Linked DNA regions of Gasterosteus aculeatus: region 2 is linked to region 1. Evidence: chromatin contacts called from public Hi-C data. All regions are on one chromosome and are shown on one strand. The core of a region is the stretch at or near the end of the contact, and the rest is flanking DNA. Distances in the headings are between cores, read along the strand shown. Region 1 holds the start of LOC144384592. Region 2 holds the start of LOC120828007 (pyruvate dehydrogenase (acetyl-transferring) kinase isozyme 2, mitochondrial).

What was found. Hi-C and Micro-C count contacts between places; a contact is called where the count stands out from the background.
Region 2: a contact with region 1 is called in a Hi-C map of skeletal muscle, with 2.5 times the contacts expected there. The contact joins the promoter of LOC120828007 here to the promoter of LOC144384592 in region 1. A contact is called at or near these places in 3 of 6 Hi-C or Micro-C datasets (skeletal muscle and whole body).

What each region holds. Positions count from the first base shown.
Region 1 is chr11:2,367,032-2,372,939 of fGasAcu3.hap1.1, reverse strand. LOC144384592 reads left to right here and starts at 1,995. Exons shown (of 12, transcript XM_078084379.1): 1 at 1,995-2,488; 2 at 2,754-2,960; 3 at 3,150-3,388; 4 at 3,482-3,582; 5 at 3,703-3,872; 6 at 4,215-4,409; 7 at 4,728-4,814; 8 at 5,151-5,404; 9 at 5,486-5,611; 10 at 5,845-5,908. The coding sequence starts at 2,356.
Region 2 is chr11:2,520,022-2,525,648 of fGasAcu3.hap1.1, reverse strand. It overlaps LOC120828007 (pyruvate dehydrogenase (acetyl-transferring) kinase isozyme 2, mitochondrial), which reads left to right and starts at 3,174. Exons shown (of 11, transcript XM_040191275.2): 1 at 3,174-3,715; 2 at 4,228-4,369. The coding sequence starts at 3,586. LOC120828009 (a long non-coding RNA gene) reads right to left here and starts at 4,228. Exons shown (of 2, transcript XR_005713475.2): 1 at 3,927-4,228; 2 at 3,168-3,766.

The DNA of each region.
Region 1 (5,908 bases), core at 746-3,245:
CCCCTACGTCGTTTCTCCACCTCGGACAGCCTCTCCGTCCTCCCACTCAGGTCTCTCCCGTTAAGCTAGATGGATTCCCGCCCGAGAAGAGTCCACTTCAGGTCCAGGATCTCAGGGTGGTGGGATCGGAGGAGGACGTCATGCCTCCGAGCCCAGAGGTCCGTGTGTTTCTCCTCTGGCCTTCAGTATCAGCTTCCGCAGCCTGAAGACCTCCCGATCAGTGAGACCTCCTCTCCCTGCACTGCTCATATATGATCTGACAGACTCGGAGAAGGTCTCTTTGTCAGAGAAGTAGTCTTCTACCTCGATCCTGTTCTCTATGACGACGCTGCCAACAAATATGACCACAGCCCCGTTCATCCGCGCTGCGGACTTCACGTTGCTGTGGCCGACCATCTCCCACAACGCCAGGCTGCATTCTTCCACCAAGCATGGGAAGCGCGGCGGTATTTTGAAGCCTTGCTTCCTCGTTAGCTCCGTGAGCGTCATGCCGGCGTGTAGCGCAAACTACCCACAACAATCACCCAAACCCCTTTTATGTGCACTAACACCACGAACCCTGCACACCACAACACTTAGAATTCACCACATTAGCAGCAAGAAATAACGAACGGACTATCAGACGCTCACAATCACGCTCCACAAGCTCAACACTCCTTCCACTCACACAGAGAGAGAGACAGAGACCACTCGTAACAACAACAAATACCAGATGACTGCCTCAACAACCAAATAAAGGCCAATAAATGTCCGGAGGCAGAACGAGGCTAGTCACAACAGCTAGCATCACATTTTGGGTTAGACTTTTTAATGTAGTGTGTGGAGAGCCCATTAGACATTGACTGACATCAACTGACTGGTTGTAGTCACTGAAACCTGCACAATGGTTGTCATGCTTAAGTTGGCATGTTCCCGTATACCTTCTGATTGAAAGGGCTCAATGAAAATACAAAGTGGTATTTATGTTGTAAATGTGTGAAAGGATACAGCTCTGATCTGTTTGTATAGAACAAACATCCATCCGCAAACCGCTTATCCTTCGGGCGAGAGACTGGGTACACCCTGGATGGTCACCAGCCAATCACAGGGCTAACACAGAGACATCACACACCTACATCAACCTGATCCCCAGAGTACTGTGGGAGGAAGCCGGAGTACCCGGAGGGAACCCACACAGACACGGGGAGAACATGCATACTCCACACAGAAAGGCCACTGGGCGGAGTCGAACCCAGGACCTTCTTGCTGTGAGGCAACAGTGCTAACCACTACACCACCATGCCGCCCCTAGAGGACATACGTTTTATGTTAATTCTTCATTCTCTAGGATTCTACAAAAGAATATATCATGTTGAGCAGGATATGTTTTTCTATACACTCCTGCCCATTCTGGTGTGTTCTGTATTACAATAGGATCACCCTTAACAGCAGTGAAAATGTACAATCTGACTTTCTATAAGCTCAATACCTCCATCCATCAATCAATCCCTCTTTTACTCATCCCTTGTTACCTGCTAATTAATACAACTATCCTCCGCTCCTAATTGTCTACTGTTTATAAGTCCACAAGCGACACCAGGGAGCAAGGGAGAGAGGGAGCGAGAGTGATCCAGATGTAGCGGTGGAGGGGTATAATTATGTTAAGCCAAATCACACATGAACTTGATAGAGCTTATTCTCAGAGAGGGAATGCATGGATAATGACAGGAAGGAGGAGGTGGAGGCCTCACGTTTATTTCAGTTGAAAGAGAGTTGAACAAGACTGATGTAATGCACTTTACAGGAAAAAGCACAATGGAAGTAAGAAAGACTGTAAGTACAACCATATCAGTGTCTGGCCTCTTATGCTATGGAGGACTAAAAGTGCCACAATTAAATAAATAAATACACCATTAAATAATTACTTAAATGTGTCATTCATTAATTAAAATTGGAATTAAATAAATAAATGTGTCATTAAATGTGTCATTAATTAATTAAAATACCGATTCATTGTATGTAAAATGCATATATAACTATTTCACTATTTACATTTACATTTCATGATCCTGCGTTGCAGCGCTTCATGAATTACTTAAAACTGTCAAACTGACCCATCAAAAGTTGGTAGGCGGAACATAACGCCTGATTGGTTACCCTGTGCATCAAGTCAAGACAAATCAATTCCAGATAATGGATCGCTGCAGAGCTACTGAACACATTCCAATACACTGGGTGACGCTATTCACCTCTACGTTGGTTTGGATACGCTGTTAAACAGAACTTTCATTGCAACGGCTAAAAATCAAGGAGATGACGCGGTCCTGCTAGCCCCAATGACCAAGGACGCAGACGCCGTGCGAGGTGCAGGACAAAATGTCAAAAAGTTGCCCGGAGCTGCTGAGAGAAGCAGCGAATTTGATTGAGGAAGCTCTGAGCAGAAGTCCAACGGCTCCGGCGGCTCAGTCACAGCAGATACCGGCCGCTCAATCACGTACACCTGTCCAAGGTAAGCTAAGTAATTTCATGTTAGCCAGGTGTGCTACTCATTAATGATTCGGGACACACGTGTGGGTTAAATTAGATCGACTCGAAAATGTATTTGTATGTGGTATTATGATGTTTCGTGCGCGACACGTTCGTTGTTAATTGGTGGAGCATAAAACCCGCTAGTTAGCTAATGGTGTTAGCTGGTTTGAGCATCCCAAGATAGAAGTAGAGACTGTTTTAGCTGACTGGTGACCATTGAGCGGTGACGTTTTTCTGTGTTGCAGCGGAGGTAGCAAGGCTCTTTGCGCCATACAACATTGGAGCCAGAAGGAATATGACGAGACGACCAGCACAAGTCCAAGTTAGCCGAAGAAGCTACACAAATACTGTCTGTTGTTTGGCTGACCACAATGCGGATAAAATGCCAAGCGTACTGGTTATAGCTGAACTTCCTCATTCAGGACTTGGAGAGCAAAAAGTAACATTTTCAGGTCAGTGCGAAACTAGGCATTTACCAAAACAAAACAAATTGTGTTCATTGAAATTATTTGCATTTAATTGTATAGTGACTCAAACGTAATTCATTTTAATACTGTGAATAATAGTTATCACAGGCTTATTTGCTTTGTTTTAAAGGTTTAAGGTGAGGTGAGTTATGATTTTATTTTATTTTTCTCCAGGGAATGACCACGATCCCATGGTTATAACAAATAAACTGATTGAAGTGTTTCCGAAGCTCCAACAAGGGGGAGGCTTTGAACTTCTAAAACTTTTAGGATCTACTCGCAGTCGAAATCTTGCATTGCTTCAGTGTCCCAGCACTGGATACACCCTTGCCTATCTGAAAGATCCATCGACGATGATTGGGCAGGCTACAATCTACATACGTCCACTTCAACAGGATCTACCCTTAGATTGTGTACATAAATTTACAGAGACCTAGTTTAATACATAATCAAAACAAAGATTACTGGTGACTTTTAATCATTAATTAAAAGCCATTTGTTGTTAGGAGAGCTCACGTCCTGCCTCTGGTCCAGTCATCCCCTGCATCACTTGTCAGATGGAAGTTCCCTTTTCAGAGATGAAGCTGCACAGATTGAGCTGCAATGGGTATGTACTTCCTAAAGCAATGCGAGGGTAGCATATTCATTTTCTTTGGGAATATGTCCTCTTGGAGTGTTGTGCACACAAATAAGCCAGTATGACCATTTCGATTCTGTTCACTTCGAGGACACCCATGGAGGAAAGAGAACAAGAGGGAGGCCAAAGGGAAGAAAATGATAGTGAGACAGCCCTAGTCAGTGACAGTGTTCCAGTGAGGTCTGAAACATCAGCTGAGAGTGCAGTAGTTCCAGCAGTGATGGTCAACGAGGAGTTGGATCGCAAAGAAACAGACAGTGGTATGTGTCATCACAATAGTGTTGCTATAAGATTGTGTGTAACTGAAAAGTCAATAGAAAGCGAACACTTTTAATATAGAATTGGATAAGATAATAGTTACAGGCAATTAATAACATGCACCTGTTTTTTTTATTTTTCTAATATTTAGTTTTTGTTGAATGCCGTTTTTATGTCAACTCGGCGTTGTGACAGATTTTTAAGCTATTGGGTCCCGCGTTTTATCAGTGAAATAACATAATTTTCCTCCTGTTGTGTAGAGTGAGAGGGTATCTGTATATGCAGGTAACATGCCAACTCACAATATGTCTCTGGAATAGATAACTTTGTTGTTGTTTGTTTAGAATGGAAGATTATTGAGGAACCCACTCAAGCTGCCAAAGTTTTCAAAGAAAATCTGCTAAGGGAACATGCAACTGGGAAACCGCTTAGAATGAAGATGGATGTAAGGGAGTCTGAAGAGGACCGGGAACGGGAGCTTCTCTTATTCTATAAACAGCAGCAAGAATGGGCATGTCCACTTCATTGTACTCTGGTTGGTAAGTAATATAAAGTTTATAATATAAATACATCAGTACAGTTTATACCACTCAAGTAGCATATATGGAATTGTCCCATTGGAAAATGGGAGAATGGAATGCACAAAATTATATAATTGATAAAAAATGTTATGTATGTGAATATTGTGCACAATATACTCTTATCTGGAATAATCAATATTAAGGATGCTGTTCTAAATTACAGCCAATATAATTTTGACTATTTTTCTCCCTTGCTTGTTAAATGTTAGCTAATCAAGTTACCCGTATTTGTCTGCCACTTTTTTCCACTGTGTTATTATCAGTATTTTATTTCAGGTGATCTTGCTATCGGAGAGGGAGTGATGCGGTACTTTATGACAACAATCATATCCAAACTCCAGTTTGGATTCAGTCTAGATCTTGGTAAGTACTCGCACACGTTCTGGTGGTTGATGAACGCAGATATGTGCTGTTTAGCAGAGGGCCGTTGGGCAATGTTTTGTGTCAGGTAAATCAATAAGTCAGTAGTAGGATATTCAGGGGGGTTGCATTTGAAGTGGTTTGGGGTCTGTAAGTCATTTTGGAGTAGGCTACAATTTTGTTTAAGTGAATTCTACAAGCAGCAATACCACAGGCCAAGTAATCGCCCGTTCCAAACAGGCACATTTTCAACGGGCACTGCACTAGTATGATGTAATTTTATGTATTTAAGAGGTTAGTTGTTGTGACTTTATTCCCTGCTCTCTTGGTACTTTACAGGAGGAATGGGCCGAACACTGCTATTTGAGGGTGAACCTGACCATCTTGTTCCAGCAGCATCAGAGGCACTTATTGAAAGCAACCTCTTCCGGGTTGCAGGAAGGATGTTGGCCCACACTTTTCTGCATGACGGTCCCCATGGTACAGGATTAAGTCCTGCTGTAATTCATGTACTGCTCAATGGGGACCCAGAAATGGCTACTGTTGTTATTGAAGACTGTCCTGATCTGCACATCAGGAGCATCATAGAACTGGTATGTAACCTAAAAGATAATTTGCCATGTAAAAAAATATTGCTTGGGCAGATATAATAAATGGTATGGTCCTTATTCTAGCTTGAACATGAAGAACTTACACCGGAACAGAAAGCCACAGTTTCAGATCTTTCCATGTCTTGGGATCTTCCGGCAGTCACCAAAACAAATCGGAGATGGCTACATAATAAACTTCTACTCCATGCAGTGAGTTCCTGCTGGTTAAGTAACAGAACTCATTGCTGTACTTGTTGAAATTATAGAATGTATTCTGAACCCTGGCTTGTTAATGTTAACACAAGAGTTTAAGTACTCGAGTTTTAATGGGTTTTTATAAGACACTTTATTGTGCTTTTATTAACATTTTGTTCTACTGTGCCAACTTTTGTCAAATTTGGGTTAAGGATTTCTGCTGTAATATGGGTCTGTCTGTCTCTTAGGTCGTTGGGAGGACCATGCGCCAAATTAAACAGTTGAGAAAGGGACTGAAAGATGTGATGGTAT
Region 2 (5,627 bases), core at 1,925-4,424, 150 kb before region 1:
CAAAGACACAAATCGGTCAGAAAGAAATTTAGACCATTAGCTCACTTGAAAAACACTTGAACTGTTTTATATTTTCTACCATTTTTCCATTGCCCTTCAATACAAGAAACATACATCAAAACATCAAAAGGAGGTACTGCAAAGGGGGATTAATTATTGATGGCTGCAATCTATTTAGCAAAAACAATTCCAGGTCTGTGGCGGTGTTTAACTCGGTTTAATCTCCTCTAGTGTGAACTGCCTCAAAAGCTTTTGCAGACATCTATGAGAGAGAGAAGTTGATTGTGAATGTGCCATTTATAGGCTATGTATGTAAAGAAATTGTCTTGTCCTCAACAAGCTAACTGGCCGCTAACTATTGGCCGAAGAGCTTGCCCGAAGAGCTTTCCTCCTCCACAATAAAACATTTTATTAGATCGGATTATGTACAATCACAAGTCTACAATGTCAGAAAGGAGGAACTGACTCTGTACCTACAAGGTAGAAAGATGCTCTGGGAGCTAGTTTGACTTGCTAGCATGATCCGGCTAACTAGTGTTAGCTAACTATTGTGGTCCGGCTAGCGCATTAAATCCACCAACAGTAATTACCTTAATTAAGTAGTGTTAATTAAAGTGGGTATCCATAATCCCACTGTTTGCTTTATGGGCATGCTAGAATATGCTGTTTAATAAAAACAATACTGTTCTTGCATATTAAACTGTATGTGAGGTGATCTTGAGTGGGATGAAAGGTTGGCTAGCGGAGTTCATTTACATGACTATAGTTATACTATGGCACATAGGTTTATCTGGAACTGATGTATTTATAGGTTTCAGTATTAAATCAAAACCTTGAAACCACCTTAAACACATTGTCTCTTGTCTGAAATAAGCATTAAGCATCACCTCTACAGCTTCACTCCCCTAGCTTTCACTGGAGTACCAACAACCTGCATCTCTTGAAAACCACGTCACACAACCAACGCAACAAGTGTTGTTGTTGTTGGTGCCTGTATAGCCCAGCAGGGGGCAGCATCGATCCAATCAGAAACCTAGCTGCCAATTCCATCGTGAACCTCTTTCAGGCTCTGTCCTCATAAAATAATTCTTCTACTTTTCAAAACAGCTTGATGAATAAATTAGTAAATATCATCTGATTTCATATGTTTTTTTGTTCTATCTTTAATCTTTAATATTTCTATGTAAATTAAATATAACAGGCTGAACGCACTCTTTGCTTATGTCTTTTTTACGTCCCCACGCTTTCACTAGTTATCCTGTTTTAAGCGTCACACTGCTATGACCTGTGGGTAATTCCCTTGGGCAGAGTCAGAATTTATTTCTCATTAAGTGCTCAAATTGTCTGCCACAGAGCCCTCAAACAGTTGACGGTGTGACGGGGGGACAGACCTAACCCCCCCACGGTGCCGTGAGTTTTAGAGAGTGGAAATTTGGTTCGGGCATTTTCTCTGGTTATTCTGTCACACTTAGCCTTAGAAGCTTGTTCAGAATGTAATCTTTTTTACAGCACAGTTGGTCATTTAAGCTCTATTGCATGTATATAGTATGCATTATAGCTATAAATAATTAATAGTTTACAATTAATTTGTTTATTCCTAATTTGAAGTTACATTTTTTGTTCTTATAATCATTTTCATTAATATTCTTCCATACACTTAAGGTGTATTGTCTATTAAGAATGAAAAATGTATGCATGTTTAATGACGGTTTCAAATGTAAACACTTGCAAGGTGCTGCTGTGGTCACTGCCAACCACAAGAGGGAGTCCTCACCTCACCTCAAAGCTCCTAAGGATTCTTCTCTTCTATCTATAGAGTGCTGCATGATGACGTATGCTTTAGGGCAAAACCCCCAGGTGCTCCAGTCTCATTATGCTGAAGTCTAACTGAGACTCAATCCATTCAAAGGAAACATATTACACATTATTTTCCATGTTTCTTTCATATTTTGTTTTTCCTCTAATTTCTTTTCACAAATTTGGATGTCTTTATATTGTATCTAACATATTTTAACAGATACATAAATGGAGGAAGAAGATGTTATCTTTCAGCTTCAACAACTATAATGTGCCATCACTCACATAAAGTGTCAAATCTATGTTGAAAACAAAAATTGTAACTTGAATAGCTTATATGCATGATCATCAAGCAATTATAATACTGTCATTGATATTAGTTGACAAGGCTGTTATAAATGGCGTTGTACCGGCCACCTCATATGAAGCTGTTTATTTCAATAGCTTAGTATTGGATATACAATAACAAAGTGTGTCTATACATGGCATGAGGCCCAGTTTAATGTAAAAAACAATTGTATCAGTTTTATAAACCATCAGTTTGGGGGTCCTTGGCCTGAAAAACTTTAAAGACCCTTAATGTAAACAATGAGGTCACGAACACCACACAACAGTGCAATAGAATCTATACACTCTTTGAAACACCTCTCTTATAAACACACACAACTTTCATTGGTGTGTCACTGTTTTTCACATTATCACAAGAGTATGTGGGTTGAAACAAACGGGTATCAAATGGCAACATGCAGGTGTCCGTCCACATGTGGCGTCTTTCATATAATAAAACTCAATGTTCACACTCCGTCTTAGAGGAAACACAACAGCAATATTATTCTGTCGTTATATTAGTGAGTATATGTCCAGCAGTACCAAGAGCGATATCTAGTGGACAGGGTAATCCTTTTGGTGAAACATCTAAGTGTAAGTAAAATAAATTATTTTTATACTTAACCCCATGAAGAAGTTGGTTCACATATATGTTTTTTTGGTCCTACCTCAACTATGAGGTCTCATTGGACAAGGGCCCCAGAGACCCTGCGCATCATCATAAAAACCTCCACCTTTATGTCACTCCACACGATTTGGATCGTTTTAAAGGAGGCTCAACAATGCTATAGAGGCACCACCACCATTTCTGGGCATTGTCTCGCAAGAGACAACATTACATTTAATCAATGGAATATAATAAATGTATTTGGAAACCATTAGGTATTGTGTAATAACATGTAGAACATCATGATAACATCCGTCACGATGTTTCTTTACCCTTTGATCTGTGGTGAATGGAAAGGTTGCAAAAAAAAGGCCTCTGAGGAATGCTGGATGCCAGTTCCTGTTACACCTCATTTCTCCATTCAAACATGATTCCATTTGCTTTTTGCTTATTTTAATGAAAAGAACCAGTAAACCAAACATAGTATTGTGCGTCAGAACGACGAACATGACAATTACTAAAGAGCCACTTAATGGTTGGATTCCACCTCCATGTAAACAAGTGTAGCAGTGCCGTGCAGCTTGGTGTGAACGTGACGACAGCACGAGGACACAACAGCTGACATTTTTTCCATTCGACTCTTGTTTACCACATTCAGAATACAAGTGGGCGGGACCCTTCGTAGATTCTGATTCGCTGGCCGCCACCGAGCTCTCCCATAGGCTGAGCCTTTCTATTAACGAAGGTTTCCGCGCGTCGGACTGCAGACTGTAAACGACAGCATCCTCAGCCCCTCAGCTGTCACTCAAAGATTGTTATCTTCTTTCCTAAAGGTTTCTTTGGCCGCTTTGAGGATGACGAGTAAAGTTCGGTTCGTTGGCTCTGTGGTGAAGACGGTGGCTCAGGCCAACATGCCACAACACATCGACCACTTCTCCAAGTTCTCCCCCTCTCCTCTGTCCATGAAGCAGTTTTTGGATTTCGGTGAGTGTTGTTGTGCCTCCGTGGTTCCTTTGCTGCTGCTCGTGGTCCATTCTAGTTATGATCATGTAATGAACATGAGACAATGTGTTACAATAACAACAAGGAAATACTGTCAAATCATGACTTTTCCCTTATTGTGGACGTAGAGCTGTTGCTGTTAATATGAGGTTGGTTTAAGATGTGGGGAGCAGGTTGAGAGGATATCACTTACCGTCCTGGGGAGGTCAAGCACCTTTCATTGATGTACAGTACCATGGTTTTGTTTTAATTCACTATGTCTTCCTCATGATCAGTTCCGTAAATAATTAGTTTACTCTTGACATCGGTGCACTTTGTAGAGCTTTCGACCACATCTCAATGCCTTCATGACCGAGCCAGATATGAAATATACCGAGCGAAAAGCATTTTAACAAGTCACCTCAATTCATCTCAGCCATCTCAATTCGCTCAATTCGCTCATGCGACCACCAAGTACGTGTGAGTTAAGACTACCCTTCTGTTCCGACCTCCAGGTTCCACCAACGCCTGTGAGCGTACGTCGTTCGTGTTCCTGCGGCAGGAGCTCCCTGTGCGTCTGGCCAACATCGTGAAGGAAATCAGCGTGCTGCCGCCGCGGCTGCTGGCCACGCCCTCTGTCCAACTGCTGCACAGCTGGTGAGGCCTGGACTCCCACTGAAGAGTGCACGATTTCATTCCACGAAAATAGGTCTCATTAACTTATCTTTATATATGACATAACATTTGACGGTTCTGTACATATACAAAAGGTGAGCAATTTCCTAGGTATATACAGTATACATATAGTGCAATATATATATACCTGTATTTATTCCATAAGTTGTAAACAAAATACACAGTGCAACAAGAAATATATATGTTAATAATAATAATAATAATAATAATAATAATATTGAATGAATACACAACATCCTCTTTAACTAAAAAAAATATTCACTAAGGTTTTCTGTTCACAAAATGTATTGAAACATATGTGCAGCTAACAAAAGTGCATGTGACATTCCACCTTTGAATGACTTCATGTTTTCCCTTCAGGCACAGACCGTTCTCTGACTCTTCAGACTTGTGAAACGCTTTCAAAACTGTTTGTTTGTTTCTGCAGAGTAGGTCCTCATTTAAGAGCTGTGACGTGGTTAATCCTCTCCCAATGAATAACACGCCATGATATAATCATAAATTGCATTAGAGAATGAGGAGGTGGTGCTGAACTTTGTCCCAGTACCCCTCCCCCCCCTCTAGCCCCCACCTTTCTTCCTCTTTACTGTACAACTTGTTGTTGCAGAGAGGAACAGCCCGTTCCAATCTGTTGGCTCACTTAGTTATAAAAAGCGAGTCACACTTTCAGCATCATCCATAAGAAAATATTGAGTTTGAAAGATGACGAAAGATTGTATTCCTGTTATTTAAATGAATCATGGAGACATTTAAAATGACAATGTGTATCAAAAACTCTCTGGTTATATTTATTCTCGACCTTTTTGAGGCTAATTCAAGACTAATTTAATTCAAGACAACCTCTGACCTTTGACCTCATTGTTGTTGGCTTGCAATGTTGCCGTTTGAGAGGGAGTTTGAGAGGTATAGCAAACATAACAACGTGAAGAAAAAAAAAGTTTTTAAGTGTCTATAAGTGACACAATCTTGCAATGTCGATTGAATGATTTTACGTTCATGTTGTTGTCTATACACAGCAAATTTCAGAGTTAAATTGACTGTCAGATTCAATTTTAACTCTAAACTGGTGTTTATATTGTCCTAATCCTCTCAGTGGTCAGTGTTAAATCAACACTCAACGAAGTGTTAACAATTTAACTCGGAATAAGTGTCCAAATAAATCTGCTCAGTGTTAAATACACTCTATGTAGAGTTAAAAACCCAAGTCCTTGACACTGGA